2 separate regions of the Mus musculus genome follow, and region 1 is linked to region 2. Evidence: chromatin contacts called from public Hi-C data. All regions are on one chromosome and are shown on one strand. The core of a region is the stretch at or near the end of the contact, and the rest is flanking DNA. Distances in the headings are between cores, read along the strand shown.

What was found. A called contact is a pair of places that touch in the nucleus more often than the background predicts.
Region 1: a contact with region 2 is called in a Hi-C map of embryonic fibroblasts, with 2.3 times the contacts expected there. The contact joins two enhancer-like sites. A contact is called at or near these places in 1 of 39 promoter capture datasets (the 3T3-L1 cell line), 21 of 484 Hi-C or Micro-C datasets (the 3T3-L1 cell line, 3T3-L1-derived adipocytes, the AML12 cell line and 13 more) and 5 of 115 datasets of contacts at active chromatin or transcription factors (DN3 thymocytes, the NIH/3T3 cell line, the SCID.adh cell line and 2 more).

Annotation. Positions count from the first base shown.
Region 1 is chr12:52,815,603-52,821,404 of GRCm38.p6, reverse strand. The region is part of intron 2 of Akap6 (A kinase (PRKA) anchor protein 6); the gene reads right to left. It overlaps Gm51971 (a long non-coding RNA gene), which reads right to left. Exons shown (of 2, transcript XR_003950181.1): 1 at 2,814-5,802. Among named protein-coding and RNA genes, the nearest start is that of Gm51971, 20 kb to the right of the region's middle. Within about 2 kb of position 2,589, at least 106 of the 459 cell types and tissues checked have an H3K27ac peak or open chromatin away from gene starts, as enhancers often do. A contact at or near this core is called in the C2C12 cell line, the NIH/3T3 cell line and embryonic fibroblasts, where this site is marked.
Region 2 is chr12:52,636,628-52,643,028 of GRCm38.p6, reverse strand. Gm35239 (a long non-coding RNA gene) reads right to left here. Exons shown (of 7, transcript XR_001780617.2): 4 at 2,998-3,087. Among named protein-coding and RNA genes, the nearest start is that of Gm23296, 35 kb to the right of the region's middle. Within about 2 kb of position 4,983, at least 55 of the 459 cell types and tissues checked have an H3K27ac peak or open chromatin away from gene starts, as enhancers often do. A contact at or near this core is called in the C2C12 cell line, the NIH/3T3 cell line and embryonic fibroblasts, where this site is marked.

The DNA of each region.
Region 1 (5,802 bases), core at 1,340-3,839, 180 kb before region 2:
GTCCAGCACAGAGTCGGGAGGACTCACAGTCCCCCATCTGACATTGTTGACGTGGCCACAGCCGTGTCAAGGAGCCTCAAAGGAACCTTGGAAGTGTCGAAGCCTTCCCTGGGCAAGGCTCAGCCAGATAGCAGAACATCCCTCTGGTCTCAGTGTGGTTGTTGATAATATATACAGACAATGCCCACCTGTAGCTTCCCCACTCCCATGATTATGACCTACGACTGCTCTACTACAGAAACTGTTCCTACCAAGATTAGCCAAACTTGCCTCCTTATTCAGCCATGTGCAATCACCCTGCCTCTCTACTTAATGCCTGCCTCCCTTATATAAATAATCATGCTGAGCCCCCATGATGCTGCAGCTTCTCCATCAGAGAGCGCAGACCACCCCATCCCAGGTTTTCTCTGCCTACGTGTCTGTGTGTTTGTGATTTCTTCATCCTTTGCCCCTCCAGTTAAGTCAACCCCTGGAGATGTACAGAGTGTGGTCCCCACCTCTAGCTGAGGTACTGTTGACAGATGAGGGCTTCTGTGGGTAAGAGACTCAGTTTTCTTTAAGGCTATGGTGCCTGACTGGTCAACCACACATCAGTGGAAGGCCCCACATGCATGAGTATATGAGCAGCACAAATTAGACCAAAGTTATTTAAAAAAAAAAAGACACAAGCTGGGGTGGGGGGAGGAGTGAGGACAGATCTATCTGGAGGGAGGTAAAGGGAAGAGTAGGAAATGAAAATATCAAATATGTTATGTGTATATGTGAAATTCTTACAGAACAAATAGAAAGTAATTTTAAAGTTGAACATTCCAATGAAAAGAGGGACCATGAAGAAGTCTAGCAGTTACAGCCTCCCTGGAAGGGATTCTGAGGCCATTTCAGACAGAGCCTGGAGGTCCTGGACATCTGGCTGGTTTTACAGGCTACTCCTAATCTCCTGCATAACTTAAGGCTGCCTAGTCATTTGATTTCCTATTTTTAAAGGGAACTAAAATTCGAGGTGAACTAAAAACAGAGCGTCTTCCTAAGGAAGGTGACATGGCGTGGCTGCCATTTGTAAGGAGCAGATGCGATTTGTCGTTTGGCCCCAGAGTCAGCATGGACAGTTCTAGGATTCCTGCTGCCGTTTCAAGTGACTGGTAAGCAGCATTGTGAGGTCCGACTTCCACGTGCCTCGCTAGCCTTCATTAAGTATTCGTTTCAAGAATAGACTAAGTAAATGTCAGTTACCCAACACCAGCATGACTTTCACGTTCAAGACAGTAAAATCATCTCCTGACTGTACCCTTCAAAATGGGGGTGGGGTGGTGGGAGGGGGACCCTAAAGGAGACCCCGACTAGACAGTAAGAAGTCGGGGTATTGGGTTCCACCACCTGCTAGGAATGAGCCCCACTAGTTCATTTCATGTCTCTGGAGTCTTGTGTTGTGTATAGAAAGAACAGAATAGTTGGATGGTCTGTCATCTCATTCTCTCCATTCTAACACCAAAACCAAAGTCACCTCACTTCTCTCAGTGTCCTTGGAGAGTTCTGCCTTCCTATTAGCAAATGCCTATGCCTACAATCACAATGATTCTGGAGCCACAGGCTCTACCCCATAAGGAAATCTCCTGGGCCGCAATCTTACCCCGATCTCCACAACTATTCTTTCTTTTGTGTTAAACTAGATAACAACATATTCGTGGTTCCCACCCCTGTCCTTACAACTATCATACAAATTAATATAAATACCATACATGGCCTTGATGTTTTATTTTTAAAGTATTAGTATGTTTATATTACTTGTATCTCGTGATTACCCAGTAAGGGACAGGGTAAGTATTCTAATGGCTCTAGTTTAAATGGCAAAGTTCAGTGACTCACAGCAGGCCAAAGGAATTACAGTCATTTGATACAGTTGCTAAAGGGTAGCTTGGAAATATGAACCAAAATTGGACAATGTAGACCAATTCCAATTTTCAACATTTAGATAAGTATACGAAGGCAAATATGCAAAAAAAAGAGTCAAATTGTTTTCAAAACAGGGAAAATAGAAGCAATCTATATATTTATCCGTAGATAAGTGAATTAAGGACCATCCAAGCAGTAGAACACAATGGAGCACTTATAGTAAGAGCAAAGGACCCTGTATGATACAGTAGAACTATGGAGAGAAGGTAAGTTAGCCTGCTCTACAGTGTGGCTCCTCCCCTGGGCAGAAGCCGTTCTCTGGGCTTTCCAGTCCAGTCCGACACGCTCTACCCTTACTGTGTTTGAGCATGTAACTGAGTTTTTGTTAGTTTAAGTTCATTTTAATTAATTTAAATTTAAATAATCGCATGTGACCAGACGCTACCCTACTGGACAGGATGGTGAGATAGACATAGATATTTCACGTGTTACTTTATAAACAGAAAAGTATGTAAAAATCAACACAAACACCACGAACAACAAAAAGCAATCGGGACCACATCTAGAGGACAGCCAGGAGATACAGAAGAGATTTAGTCAACAGAAACTTCTCCAGAGACGCTGCTGTGCGGGGAGCAGGGTGTGGTGTATGCATGTGGTTTCCATACCGTGCATGACTGTGCTCCTTGGAAAGTTTCCTAGATACCAGTCCACACGCCCACAAATAAACAAGAGCATGCCAAGAAAGCAGCGTCCTCTGTTGCAGCTCCCCAGGAGATGAAGAAGAGAGGAGGATCATGGGAGGGAGCAGAAAGTAGAAGCTGGAACCCTGACAGCAGGGTCCTTTTTCCTGAGAGGGTAATAAATTATTCAGCTCCCAGAATGGATTTGTGGGAAGTAGGAAGCTTGTGTTTTCTACTTACCAGCTTTGAGTATATCAAAATGGAGAACTCAACAACACACCGTATTTTCTCATGTAGCAGCCAGCCTAAAAGAGAGTCTTGAGAATCGTGCAAACCAGCTAACAGTTAACGTAATTTTTGACCTACACAAAGCATGGGGTGGGGGCTGGGTTGTCTGTTGCAGTGTTTCCCAAGTCTGATCTGTTTGCAGATAGGAAGCCTTTCTCCGTCAAATGAGGTTTTCATTGCCAGATTGTTAGACAGCTGAGAAAAAAGATAATAATCAAGCTCTCTCTTTTTTTTCATTTGTGGTTTTCTCAGCTTGGGTTATTAGAAATGAAACATAGTAATACTTCATTAGAGATTCCGGAATCAGAGAAGCTTCCTGGTGCTGGGCACATCGCTCAGTTAATTCAGCGCTTGTCTGGCATGAACAAGGCTCCAAATTCAAACCTCAGTATCTAGGGAAAAAGTAAGAAAGGGGGCAGGATGGTATAGAGGGGTGAGGGAAGGAAGGAAAAGAAAGAGGCAAGAGGAAAAGGAAGGGAAAAATAAGCTGGAGAGATGGCTCAGTCAGTATAACATTTGCCTTGGAAGCGGGAGGTCTTGAGTTCGATCCCCAGAGCCTACAGAAAATCACGGGTGTGGCGGGTGTGGCAGTACATGCTAGTGATCCCAGAATTGAGGAGGCTGTACTGACTGAAGCCAATGGAAAGACCTGTCTGAAGGTGTGCAGCAACTGAGTAAGGACACCTGAGATTAGCCTCCCACAAGCCCATGCAGGCGTGTGCACACACGCATGCCTTCACACCCTCCCCAAACACATCACAAGGAGCTTTATCAGCCCAGTTGACTACATTGGTCCAAGTTTATCATTCCATTTTGAGTGTGTGTGTGTGTGTGTGTGTGTGTGTGTGTGTGTGTGTATGCTCATGTGCATGCGAAGTTACATGAGCACAACCAGGGACGGATATCTGGTGCTCTGCTCTGTGATGTTCTGCCTTATTCCCTCGAGGCGGGGTCTCCCAATGGACCTGGAGCTAGGCTGGGCCAGCAAGCCCTAATGACACCCGACAGCCATATAGACTCTGAGGTGACAGGTGTTCATGTGTGAGCATAGTTAGCTTTTTACACGGTTCTGGCAATCTGAACTTAGTCCTCAATACTTGTATAGCTAAGCTCTCTTACCTGCTGTGCGATCTCCCTACCTTAAACTATATCATTCCTACTAAAATAAAACAAACCAAGACAAGAAAGCTATAAAGGAATTTCTCAATGTCACTTTTTAGCGGGAAACCAAAAACTTTCATGGAGAGTTAAGGAAAGAGGAAACATTTGGTACCGATGTACTTTGTTATATGGAAATGAGGTTTTAGGTGCTAACATTAAAAACTGCACTATCATTAATGCTGAGGAAGACTTAGAGACAACCAGTACTGCGTACAGGGATCTCGGTGTGAACACACGCTGATGTAGGAACACAGTGTTCTGTGGGGTTTGTTTTTATCTTGACAGGAAATCAGGTTTATTTTTATCATATTCTATTGACCACAATTTCGAACAATAAATAGCCTGCTTCTTTTAAGCATGGCTAAGGATAATTTTGTTGTGTTTTAGTATCTATCAGTAAATTATATAGGAGTCTAACTATGATTGGTAGTGTATATACTTGCCACTAATCTAGCACATGTATCCATGTATTCACTTATTAACTAAAGTCACAGGAGTGGCAGCAGTGTTTTGGTTGGGAAACTGTCACAGTTATATTTACTAAGATTTATGTGATCTTTGAGAAATTTCAGAGTTTTACACAATGGTCCTTCTTGGTTTTAACAACAGCCTTCCAAGTAAGATATTTACAACTAAAGATATTAAGACTCACAGAAGTTATCGTACTGTTTGGTGTCTAATTCCTAGTAAGTAATAGAGACCAGACCATAAGAACCAGGCCTGCATCAGCATACGCAAGCAGTTCCACTCAGCCTTGCTCTTGGTCACCCTGACACTCGGGATGACAGGAAACCAGGAATCACAACCCTTTGGGAGACTGAAGAATCCCCATTGTGAGCTGTTGAGACTGACGGCTGAGTCTCATTCTCTCAGGGTGCTTTTGAAATCTCTGAGGCAGCTTGTACTAAATGAGCCATCATCTAGGAAGCAGGCTGGGACATCCCAGTATACACTGAACACTCGACAAGACAACTACTAGAGTTCAGAATACCCTTCATTGCCATGGTAGTCACAGCCCTCATGGTTGGGACCTGACCTTTAGGGTTGGGGGCATGGCTCAGCTGGTAATATGGTTGCCTAGTAGTCACAGCCTTCTGTGCTCCATCCACAGCTTTGCGTACATGGGAGGTAGCAGGGCCTGTGTTAATCCTAACACTTGGGGAGAGGGTGGGGGCAGTAGGATCAGAAGTTCAGGGTCATCCAAAGCTAAGTAATAAATTCAAAGCCAGCTGAGGATGCATTGAGACCTTGTCCTAAAGACCCAAACCAAACAAGACACAAACAAAAAGAAGAAAAAAAAAGCAAGGAAGACACATTTTATACCATGGTGTTTAGGTAAAGGTTCTTTCAGAAGCTGCTAAGCTGTTTTCTTCCAGCTCCATTTTCTAAGCTAGAGTTCTGCTTTCCACTAAAGGGGTGGGCAGTAAGATAGCTCACCTGGTAGAGGCTCTTGTCACCAAGTATGACAGGCTGAGTTCCAGCCCTGTCATCCACATGCTAGAAGAAGAGGACCTACTCCCACACACGGTCCCCTGACTTCTATACACACATGCACATAAAATAGATGAACAAGTAAAAGCCCTGGTGTCTGTTCTCAGTGTGAATGCAAGCCAATGCATGACTAGCCTTCTTCATTCACCATTAATCCTCCGTCTCTAAGTAGAGAAAGAAAGTCTTGTAGAGGGCAGTATTAATTAAGCATTTTGTTTCTCGAGGGGGCCTCTCTTGTCAGCCTGGCTGGCCTCACATTCCCTCCTGCCCAGTCCCCAGGGTAAGAAGT
Region 2 (6,401 bases), core at 3,734-6,233:
ATCCTGTGCTCTTCCCAGGGCAGGAATACTTCTCCTGCTCTCAGCTTTACACAGTCGCCTGTAGTTCATTCTCTCCTACTCTCAGCTTTGCACGGTCGCCTGTAGTTCATTGTGTAGTTTTGAGGCCTCATGGGTTTTCCCTATTCAGTTGGGCATGTTTGTTGGTGTCCTCCTTGTTTAGCTCATGGTTGGATGGCTATGTTGGTGAGACTTTACAGGCCCAGCTTCTGACATACAGTGTATTTTGACTGCCCTTCTAAAACTCTTAAAGCATTTGTGGTATTTGGTTGTAATGAGTAGACAAGATACTTGAATTCTTGAGACATTCAGATGAAGTCATGGTGTGGATAAAGCCTATGAGATGGTGCCTGCCTACACATTGAGAGGTCATCTACAACCTTGCACATCTAAGAAGAAGGAACAATGGAAAACTTAAATGTGTCTCTCTTTCCAACTGTGAGATGTTTAAAGTGCCTTCCTTCAAGGTGAATTTTTCACAAACACGGTCCAGAATATACATATTCTGTAAATCCATCCCTTCTAGATAATTCATAATCAACAAAACTAGACAGCTACTATGCTTCAAAAACAGAACCAGTCCAAAATATACCCTCTTTGTAAGATAAGCTTTATATCCAAATATAATTTCACTGATACAGGCCTGTGGCCCAAAAGAGAAGGAATAGTGTTCTAAACACACACTAGGAAGTCTGGCAGCATCCCCCAGGCATCCTTTGCTTGACACTAGGTACATTTGGTGTTGATCTGCTTGCCTGATTTGTTTTGGTTTGTTTCCCTGTTATTTGTTTCAGACAGTCTTAGCATGTGGCTGGCCTTGAAGTCAACGCAGCCTACCTCAGCTTCTCCAGTGAGGTCTGAAAAAAAGGCTGATATTGGTTTTAAGGGTTTTCTGTGGAGTCTGAGTCTCCTGGATGCCAAAAGAGGAGAGTTCAAGCCAACCTCACCTGTCTTTTCTGCGCCTTTAAGTCATCCAAAACCTAATGACAGCCTGACTTGGGCAGCCAAAGGTTTTAGTGTTGATTTTTTTTTGTAAAGAAAAGTTTAGACTTTTCCCAAGACATCAAAAGGGGGAAGAGATGATGGTGGAAGTAGAGCCTAGGGGGTGACCTGAACCACACACTGGGCAGGCATGTTCAGCCTAGGGGATGACCTGTGGCACACTGGGCAGGCATGTTCATTTTGAGGCTTCCTGCTTGCCTAGCTAGGCAGTGGACAATTATTGAGCTCCTATTTTCTGCACCTTTATATAGAAAGTCTGCTCACTACTGTGCCATGTGATTCCAAGACATCTTAGAGGAGGGCCTTGCAGACAGCAGATGATCCTGAGTTTGAGAGCCAGTCCCTGGGGCCTCTCCTGGGCTCTTTCCCGGGACCTCTAAGTTAGCCCCTTGCTTCTCTCAGTGCTAGCAGTGGAGCAGAGTAAGGAGACTGAACCCCTGCTGATGGCAGCTGAGCCCAACAGCCTGGGAAAGCTGCTTTCTTGGCAGCATACTGCTATCAGGCTGGATAGTTTCAGACATAAGTCAGGAAGTCAGAAATGTATCAGTTCTAAGCTCCATTCACTTGCTATGTAAACTCTCACGTTTTTAAAATACCTGTATGTCAATCCTACAGGACTGGAACAGCCTATGGGAAGAAAGCTTATTTCGTCTCACCATTTCAGAAGTTTTGTTCTCTTGTCATAAGGACACATGGCGGAGGTCATGGTGTCAGGAGTGTGTAGCAGACAATTGTTCACAGGGCAGTAGACCATGAGAAGAGAACTTGACTAGAACCAAGGGTGGTATGACCTATGACCTTCAGAGGCCCACACTAAGGACTTATTAGTCCTGCAACCAGGCCCCAAACTCCTAAAAAGCTCCACAGTCTCCAAAATAACACCATGAGCCTGAGGTCAAGTTCTTGCAAAGTGAGGATGTGGAAGCCATTTCAGATTCCGACTGTAACAGCATCTATAAGATGCTTCCCTTACCTGGAAAGCAAAGAACAAACCAACTGAAGAATGAATTACTCACATGACACACTGAGCATACAGAAAGTTGTTGACATTTATGCTTCCGTATGGCCAGAAGATCCATGACTGAGGGAAAGAGAGACAAGAAAACACCTCCTCCCATGTTAAGATGGAAGCATACTTACTCTAGCCACTCAGTTTAGTAGGTATTTCGAAAGACAAGTGGGATGGCAGGACTAAACCCCACAGGGAAAGAAACACATATGGGGTCACTAACAGAAGACTGTGACCCGGGGAAATAAAGGTGCAGCTTCCGTATTTGTCTTCTTCCTAATCTTCCTAGGGAATTCACAGTTCCCGTTGTTGTTGAAACTGGGATTTTAAGATGTAAGTGATGTTGAGATGCCATCAGCTCTTTAATACAAGGAAGACTGAAGAGAAGGGAAGAATTCCAGGTAATACAACTTGGCATGACTTTGTTAACAGGCCAAGTTCTATCTGGTCACCTGCTAAAGAAAACCATCATTACATTGGCTCTGTTTATTGTGAGGGAGTCATGCATGGCACAGCTCCCCTGTAGAGGTCAGAGGGCTCCCCTATGGAAGCCAGTTCTCAGCTTCTACCATTTGGTTTCGAAGGTGAAACTTAGGTCGCCAGACTTGGAGGCGAGTGCTTTTACCTGCTGAGCCTTCTCCCCAGCCCCTGCCTGGTCACCTTTAGCAAGAGAGGATTTAGAGCAAATTAATTCTATCAGCTCTACCACTGGGGTGAGATGGGTAGGAAAATACCCATCTTTATCAAAATTTTGGCTACAAGGCAACCCCTGCAAACTTTTGTTTCTGTTGAATTTTTTTTCTTCACTTTAATGCCTTTCTTTGAAAATATTTAAAAGTCTAAAATATTTCCCAGATGATACAGATCTGCTGAGTTCTCAGCTAAGTTGCAAAAGCTTAATGAGATCACTTCTTGAACATAATTGTAACAGTGTGTCCCATGTATGTAAATCGGGGGTCCTTCTTTACCTTCTTCATGTGGCCTTGAGGGTACAACTTCTGTGTGTGTCCATAAGACTCCAATCTCTGAGATTCTGATGGCTTCCGGTTGTTCAGAAACTGTTATCAATAACAAACAAACAAAAACCCATTTATTCCTTGGGACCATCTATTTACAATGAAGTCACCTTGTGACTTTCTGGATTAAGTACAAATTTTCTCAGCCCCCACCTACTCCGATCACATCATCTACCCTCTTTAAAGTTAATTTTAAAGTAAGTTTTAATTCAGGTTTTCTCTACTACCAATTTTCAGTTCTGGTTACATGAAGCCACCTACCATACCTGCCTCAGCCAGGGTAGGTCTTCTTTTTTCCCCTTTTAATTGTCACAGGTTGCCTGAATTAAAGCTTCAAAACATTTGGGGGAAATTCATAATGATATTCCTTAATAATAAAGTCAGTTTTATTCATTTAGTAGCTATTATTTTTTCAGCTAATCATAGATATTAAAATGCTGTACTCCTGTGTAAAAAATATTTCCAAAGCATTGTGTGTTTGAGAAATTTCAATAGGGCGACAAAGCTGGGCCTCCACACCCTGTCCCAGTTGCTTTGAGGGCCTGGCTGCCAAAAAAATCTAAGTTTTCCCCATGGGAGGAGCATACACACATCCATCCAGGAAGGGCATCCTCCTGCCAGAACTCCAGAGAAAGTAAACGACCTGAAGGACGGTGAAATCAGGCCAAGCATTTACTACAGACAAGATCCGTCTAGGAAGCAGCGACCCAGTTAGTGAGGAGACGCTACCCTCATTCCACTGTGCTTTTATTTTTGTGTTCCTATGTGGGTCACAGCACAGAAAATTCTATGGCGAATTTTCCAGGGAAAAGATGGAAGTCACAACTGAGAATTGTTGACCCCACTTTTTTTTCTCACAAGTTGTCACATGAAAGAAAAGCTGAGACCATAGGGTTTAAAAACTGTGCTTGCCCAAATTTGGAGATTTTATAGATCGGGAAACATTTGCAAGGAGTTTGATTTATTGCTACTAACATTTTCTTTGGCCAGGAAAATGAACATTTTTAATTCTTGTCACCAAAATTCCTTCCCTGAGAAAGATGTAAATGTCTACCCTACACACACCCCAAATCTCAATGACAAATCAAAGTTTGGAGTCCACTAAATTTGACCTCAGGGGACCAGAACGTTGATGGGACTTATGTGTACAGCATGAGTAAAGGGACACTGACAGCAGCCCCAAAGCAGCCACACCGCAAAGTCTTCACGCAACATGGATGGTGGCTTCCTCATAGCTGCTGGATGGACACTCCCTTCCCTAATCTACCCCAGCTTGTATGCCTCAGCCTTTCCCAGACGCTGAGGCCACATGCAATTAGAGCAGAACTGTTTGTAAACGACTGGGGAAAGTGGCCGGACGCACTACTGAGAGTTCAACGACTATCCATCACTTCTAGGAAGTGATGACAACAGCCCTCGGTGGTGCACGCTAGCAATGGGTAAGGCTTATCTCAGGAAGGCTGCAGCAGTTTGTCTAGAGGATGGTACTTTACGCCTCTGATCTGCATCACTTAATAAGAAGCCGTGTTGGCACTCAGGAGTAGGGAGACTATAATCCTTACAGAGAGAAAGAGGCTATATCTTTTCTCAGTGGGTCAGTTGGCCCTCCTGCTTACGTAGTGCCTAACTTGGATTAGATATTTTGTTTTGTGTTCACTTTAAACCAAAGCAAACAGGGAACACCAGGCAACACACTGGATCCCTGGCGTTCTGAAGCTTGAAGATGATGTGAGGACCCTTCGCGAAGCAGCCCAGGCCTGAGCTGGGAGAGCGAGCTCAACACAAGTCAGAGGAGAAATCCCTGTGGGGTAACCAGCTCCCAGCCTGTGAGAGTCGATAGGAAACCAACCGCACAGAGACTGTAGGCTTTATTATCTGCCAGCCTTGGGAGTGGGCCCGGGTGGAGAGGAAGAGGGCCCAGAACTGCACCAGCTTCTTTGCTTCTCAGCTCTCAGAACTTGCTGAGCCCTTTCCAGCAGGTGGCAGAACACTCACATAGAAAATTCCAAAACCACCCAGCTTTTTTTTTTTTTTTTTTTTTTTTTTTTTTTTTTTTTTTTTTTTTTTTTGTCTCTCAGAGGTCCTTGGTATCAGTTCTTTAAAAGTTAGCGGGGCTAAGGGTGTGCTTAGCAAGCACGAGTCTCTGAATTCAATCCCCAACGTGAAAAACATTTTTTTTTTGTAAATGCCCGATGTGTTGGAAAGGATTCTGCATATTTTAAAGCCGCACTCACACTCCACCCTACAATCCTGGTTACATGATACTTTGGTTTTCACAGAGAAGCAGAAACTGCAGGAAGAAGCATAACACAAGGAAACCCTGGATGATCAACTGCAAAGGCTTGGATCAATACCATCTCCGTGTTAGAAACCCAGCGCGTAGCTTCTGCATTGAAAACAGCACTAGTCCCAACAGAAGCTTTCACTGTCATCTGTCACCTGTGTTTGTGGAGATGCAATTATAGTATATATAAAAAAAATCATCCATGGACTTGGCATTGCCTCTTTTTAAGGAGAAAAGCTGTGCAGTTGTCAAAGTTACACAGGAGAACCACCATAATTCAGTGTCTATTTCAGGTACTACACAAGGCAGATGGCTTGCTTTCTAGGACTAAGGATCTCATTCTGCAGTGCCCTGCCCTGAACAAGAAAGGTAATGGAAAAACATCCCATACAAAAGGAAAACCCACACCATGTAGTTCTTAAAGAAGCCACTGCAACTTAGGAATCGGGACTACGACTGTGAGCTTTGTGAGTAATTTTGAAAAATAATTTGAACTACAAAAGTAAGATTAACTGTGTTTCTCCCAAACATCCAACAATCATATCCACAGTACCACTCTCAGGCCTAAGTAAATGCAAGTCAGGAAATGAACCTGAGGGGTTGGGCAATGGTGGCGCATGCCTTTAATCCCAGCACTTGGGAGGCAGAGGCAGGCAATTTTTTGAGTTCGAGGCCAGCCTGGTCTACAGAGTGAGTTACAGGACAACCAGGGCTACACAGAGAAACCCTGCCTCAGAAAACAAACAAACAAACAACCCCCCCTAAAAAACAGAAAAAAGAAAATGAACCCTAGAATAAAAATCCTAGAAACACTTAGCAGCTTGAATTTGATTATTAGATTCATACTCCCTCTTCATGCTCTCTTCTTTGCTTTTCAGGTTCAGTCTGGTCTTCCCTCATCCCCAAATAATAGGGTCCCCAAGATGTCCTATGCTCTGTACTTTCTCAAATGGTATCTGCCTCCTGAGACAACGTTTCTTATTGCTGGAAAGGACCTGGCAGGAGCCAATGCAGCTGTTTCTATGGGGAGTGAAACTTGACCCTGAGAAACAGAGTCCTTAAAGCCACAGCT